2 separate regions of the Mus musculus genome follow, and region 1 is linked to region 2. The links are chromatin contacts, called in public promoter capture Hi-C maps. All regions are on one chromosome and are shown on one strand. Each heading gives the region's core, a stretch centred on a gene start, on an enhancer-like site or on the middle of the called end of the contact. The rest is flanking DNA. Distances are from core to core; before and after follow the strand shown. Region 1 overlaps Scarb1 (scavenger receptor class B, member 1). Region 2 overlaps Ncor2 (nuclear receptor co-repressor 2).

What was found. Capture Hi-C pulls out chosen DNA fragments and counts their contacts.
Region 1: a contact with region 2 is called in a promoter capture Hi-C map of adipose tissue. The contact joins two enhancer-like sites. A contact is called at or near these places in 1 of 115 datasets of contacts at active chromatin or transcription factors (large pre-B cells) and 3 of 9 other capture datasets (adipose tissue, liver and pancreatic islet).

The regions. Positions count from the first base shown.
Region 1 is chr5:125,318,125-125,320,824 of GRCm38.p6, reverse strand. The region is part of intron 1 of Scarb1 (scavenger receptor class B, member 1); the gene reads left to right. Among named protein-coding and RNA genes, the nearest start is that of Gm32701, 16 kb to the right of the region's middle. Within about 2 kb of position 1,299, at least 14 of the 459 cell types and tissues checked have an H3K27ac peak or open chromatin away from gene starts, as enhancers often do. A contact at or near this core is called in adipose tissue, where this site is marked.
Region 2 is chr5:125,020,003-125,022,702 of GRCm38.p6, reverse strand. It overlaps Ncor2 (nuclear receptor co-repressor 2), which reads left to right. Exons shown (of 47, transcript NM_011424.3): 45 at 2,657-2,700. Among named protein-coding and RNA genes, the nearest start is that of Rflna, 18 kb to the right of the region's middle. Within about 2 kb of position 1,257, at least 44 of the 459 cell types and tissues checked have an H3K27ac peak or open chromatin away from gene starts, as enhancers often do. A contact at or near this core is called in adipose tissue, where this site is marked.

The DNA of each region.
Region 1 (2,700 bases), core at 50-2,549, 300 kb before region 2:
ACCTGAGGTTTGGGCTTCACTTCTTCAGAGCATTTGTGTTGCGCTGAGCATGTGGCTCACTTTGTAGCTGCTTGCCTGGCACACACGAGGCCCCGGGGGCAGCCCCCAGGACCCCATGAACTTTATATGATGGTCCCTATCTGTCATCTCAGATTCTGCTTGGCTACTCTAGGGAGTAGGAAGCCAATCTGGGCTAGAGAGACACTGGCCCCCAAAAAGGAATCTGTGATGAAGGTCATGGGGCTCAGGAGTGTCTGCATCTTGCCTGGGATGACAGTTTGATAGAGGCCAGCAGAAACGTCCCGCCAAGGGCTAGAGGCCAAGGACGAGTCTGTCCCATCACCAGAGCTGAAATCAGGGTGTGTTTCTTTCAGTGGTGGTGCCCCAGCCTCCTAGAGAGGCCTGTGTTAGTCACCTAGGTCTAAACTTGTGTCCTTAAGCCGTGGGAACTTCATGGCTAGGCTGGGCGCTTCTAGTGTCTTGAGGGCTCTTGGCTCTCTCCATTCCTGGAGGTGTTCACCGTTCCTCAGTTGACGGCATCAATGCTCCTGTTTCTGTCTCTATCTCTGTCTCAACGTGGCCTCCTTTGTATTTTCCATTTCCTCTTCAAAACTGAGTTATTAGTATTATTTATGTGTATGTGCATATGCCTGCATGAGTTTATGTGCATAGCATGCGTGCTTGGTCCCCATGAAGGCCGGAGGACATCAGAGCCCCTGGACCTGGAGTTACAGATAGTGTGAGCCACCACGTAGCTGCTGGGAACCGAACACCGATGCCTGCATCCATCGAGCCATCTTTCCAGCTCCCCTGCTCTTCTTTGAGACCCAACCTAAGTCCAAACACTTTGACATTCATTCCTATTTTGAGTTAAGAGTCTCACCGTGCAGCCCAGGCAGGCTTTAAATTCACAATCCTCCTGCCTCAGCTTCCCAAGTGCTGAAGTGACAGGCCTGTGCCACTGCGCTGATCTGATATTTTTAACTTGACATCTGGCCAGACCCTATTTCCGATTAAGGTCACACAGGGCACAGTCAAGTATCTTAGGATCACCACCTACATAGATGCATGGCAGAGTACCTTTTGCCCAGACAGCCCCTACTGTGAAAATAAACTACAGGACAAAAATCACCAGTCTGTCCTGATAGCCGGCTCTCAGCACTTGAAGGTAGGAAGCAAGAGGATCAGAAGTTCAAGGTCATCTCTGCTAATAGTGAGTTTGAAGCCAGTCCAGAGGGGAATGACCCTCTGGGAAGACAAAGGTGACATGACACTCGCGTCCCCCAGCGTCCCAAGCACAGAGGTAACTTTGGTTCATGGCTCTTTGTTCCTTGCTGCAAAAAACATGTTTGTGTTTAGAAGAGCCCCTCCCTGCCCTCCCTGGCCTCCCTCTCCTGGCCCCCGGTACCCGTGCGCACTTCCTGCACTTTGCAGTCTCGGATTGGGCACTCAGATGGCTCTGGGTCTCCCCCTTCTTTCCAGAGCGCTGGAGGGATCAGCCGTGTTTCCCATCAGCCAAGGCCGCGGGGAATGGCTGTGCATTCAATAGCATGTCTCTGGGAAATTGGGCCTATTCCAGCACCATCTTCCCGTGTCTTCCGGAGCTTTCTCAGGAGATATATTTGTTTCTACAGACGCCACTAATTACTCCTGGCTGGGTGCCTGGAAATCACATCTGTGGATTAAGGTGCCACCAGATCTGAGCTTCCTCTAGGGCCCCAGGAGTCCTGACATATCCCCCATTCAGCATACTTGCTCGCTTGCTTGCTTGAGCTCAGTTTGATTTCTCCACTCATACAGCCCAGGACCCCTTGCCTAGGGAATGGGGCCGCCAATGGTGGACTAGGTCTTCTCAGGTCAGATAAGCTAATCATTTAGACAATCCCCACAGGCCAATCCAAATGTAGGCAGGCCGTCCTTCACTGAGACCCTCTTCCCAGGGGAATCTACGTTGTGTCAGGTTGCCAGAGCTAACCGCTGCAAGGTTATAATTTTAAAGGACAAGACACATCATTGGGCGTGCTTAGCTCAAAGTTGTGGCTTAAGTACGTAAAAGAGTAAAGGTTAATCAACACAGAATTTGGTCCCCGAAGTCACTTGCCGTGTTTAGTCACCCTCAGAGCTTCACAGTAAGAACTTTTCTCAAAGAAAAAAAAAAAAAGAACAGCCGGGCAGTGGTGTCGCATGTCTTTAATCCCAGCACTTGAGAGGCTCATATTTCTGAGTTCAAGGCCAGCCTGGTCTACCCTCCAGGTACCATGCTGTGTGAGGTCCAGGCAAGCTCACCAGATCCAGATCCGCTCCCATCTACTGAGGTCCACTCAAGGCATTTTCTGCAAGTGGAGGCTCACAGGCACTGAGGTAGAGGTACCCGTGTGAGGCCAGATGAGTGAACCTTGACTCAAATCCCCATGTCCAGGAACTTGCTGTGCATCAAGATGGCAGGATTTATGTGGCAGCCCCTGGCAGAGCTGTCCCCTTAAGGATCTTGATCTTTAGACCATCTCCTCTCTGGATGGTCATCTCTGGTGTGTGGCTGAGGGCAAGAACTTGATTCCTTGCGCCTTTGGTTTCCTGCTTGTCAGTGGGGCTGGGGCTGAGAGAGATAAATGGGTATCATTGGGGAATCAGAGAGGTGTTGCCGGGATCGGATCCAGCTGCTGGCTGGCATGGGTAGCAAGGTGGCCAATTCAAATCGAC
Region 2 (2,700 bases), core at 8-2,507:
GTCCCTCAAGTGGGTGTTAGGTACACCCCGGAAACACTTGGCCAGTTGCTGGGGCTTGGGGCTGGGGCACGTCACCAAGTGTGGACCTGAGGGATTGGCCTTGGGGTACAGAGATTCAGGGTGCCGCAGGCATCTTTCACACTAAAGTCTCTGGCCATTTTCTAAATCAGATGCAGGCAGTAATGTGAGGGAAAAGTGTCAAACTCACGTGCAGTTTGTGGCAGAAGTCTCAGGCTTTCAGTATGGTGCTTGGGGCTTAGAGCATCCGCTTCCCGTGCTTATTATCACGTTGCCCCCTGGGAAAGAAGCTTGTCGTGGGAACAAATGGGCTCGGTGACTGTGTCACAGGGGAAGCTGTGGGGACTTAATCCAGGCCAGAGGAACAGGCAAGGGTCCCTACTTCCTTATTTGTGTGGAGCCTTGGGCCTAGGGAATAAGGTGGCCAGATTAACCCTTGGGGACATTTCCAGAAGACCACAGGACCTGTAAAGGGGATGGGGTAGGATCCTGGCAGGGACAGCCTGGGGCCTTTGCTGAGCCTCAAGCAGAAGGAAACTGACCGAGACAGGAATGTGGTTGGAGATGCGTGTTTCTAGAGTGTGCTAAATCTTGACATAGGTTCTAGACACCTGGGTGTATATGCATATAGATAGGGTAATACAGTGATTTGTGCTAAAACCTAACTTAGTTGTCTCTCTCACACACACACACAGACATCCTCAAACATCGCCCCTTAAATGTTAGTTCTCAAAGACATGTTTCCAGGCCTAGCCAGTGACGTTCAACACCACACCAAAGGTAGATGAGAGAAAAGTTATGGCTGTGCCCAGTGCCATCAGGTCACAAGCTCAACACCACGGAGACAAGGCCCAGGAGCCGTGCTCCATCAGGAAACTCCCCTCTGTCCCCCTTTTCTGTGTTACCTCCTCTCTCTCCCTCTTTATTCTGGATGTAGAGGAGTGGTGGGGTGGGGCTTGTTTATTTAAGGTTGAATTGTGTGTGTGTGTGTGTGTGTGTGTGTGTGTGCGTGCGTGCGTGCGTGCGTGCGCGTGCATTCACCCCTGTTGGAAGTTCAGCTTTTTCTTGGTAACCTTTGCTTAGCACTGTGGGCACATGACCAACATGACCAGCCCTGGCCCGAGCTTGCCTGAAACCCAAGCCGAGGCTGCCAGCAGTCACCCAGTGACTGTCCCTTCCATCCTCAGAAGCCTGGCTAGTTTACAAACCAGAGGCTTGCCAGCCAGCATGTTTGGCCATGTGGCTTTCACAAGGCTCAGGCAGCCTGGAGGTTCACAGGGCATCAGAGACTGGCCAGTGGCATGGGCTAGGAATCCTGCTGATGACGTCGTCATTGTTTGTGGTTTTGTTGGTGGTGGTGATTTGGGTTTTTTTGGTTTTTTGTTTTGTTTCATTTGTTTGGTTTGGAGGGTGGTTGACTCGATTGAGCTTGCCACTGTTTTGTTCTTTTTTCCATCTGGATTTGGAGCAGTTTGTTGATACTTGGGATTGAAGCACTCAACCCAGCAAGTGTCCCGTCCTGTAGTGAGCAACAACACAGCCCTCTTCTCTGAGGGCAGGTCTCCTCGGCAGCCCAGGCTAGCATGGACTGCACTGAACTCCCTCTGTAGACTAAGCTAGCCTCAGAAATAGCTGGGGTTCCAGGCCTACTAATCAGGCTCCAACCCTCAGGAGGCTCCGGAAGCATCCAGTGAGAAGGGGATGCCTGCCTGCCCCAGCATTTACCAGAAGTCCCAGAGCACAATTCGGGGGGGGGGGGAAGGAGGGAGGGAAAGGGAGGAGGAGGGAGGGAGAGAGAGAGAGAGAGAGAGAGAGAGAGAGAGAGAGAGAGAGAGAGAGAGAACCAGAGAGGCTTTGCAGAGGCTCAGTGGAGTCTGCAAACATCTTCTAAGGCCACTTTGTTGATTTGACCACTCTGTCCTTGTCATGGGGCCGGGCCAGCCAGGGCTGGAGTGACCCTTCACCTGTCCAGTGCTGTCCTGTCCTTGCACGCACATAACTGCATGGCTGTGACCCCCACCCCACCCCACCCCTTGTGCCCAGCTCTCTACCTTTCTCTGGCTCCTGTGGGGGAGACATGGGGCAGGGGAGGCAAGCCTAGTTCAGGGGGATCAGGCAGGCTGAGGTCCCTAACCCCTTGAGGAAAAGGGGACAGCAGGGGGGTCCTATCTTTGGTCACCTTCCTCCTCCACATCCCTTCCTAGAATCTACCCACCAGAAGACCCCAGCTGGACTTCTGTCCCCTGTCCCAGCACCTAGCTCCAGCTTGACTCAATACCACAGCCTTCTTCCCTTGCCCGCCCCTTGGGCCATCCACGTGGAGTCAAAATTTTAAAAATAGCCTCAGTTGGGATTGGAGTATAGAATAGGAATAGAGCTGGGGACCCTCTAGCCACCCCAGAGCCCCTCCCTGGAACAGCCATGAGCTGCAGGGACAGTCAGGAACCCCATCAGCACCCAACAGAAAGGCGGGCTGGAGGGATGAACGATGCTCGGCAGATGTGTGCTCACTGTGTCTCTCTCTCTCTCCCTCTCTCTCTCTCTCTCTCTCCTCCCTCCTCCCTCCTCATTCTATCTCTCGTAACCCTCTGGCTCCCCGGCCCCCGCCCCCCTGTGTGTCTGTCTGTCTCTCTCCCAGGCCTTATGACCTGTAGAAGCCAGGCGGTGCAAGAACACGCCAGC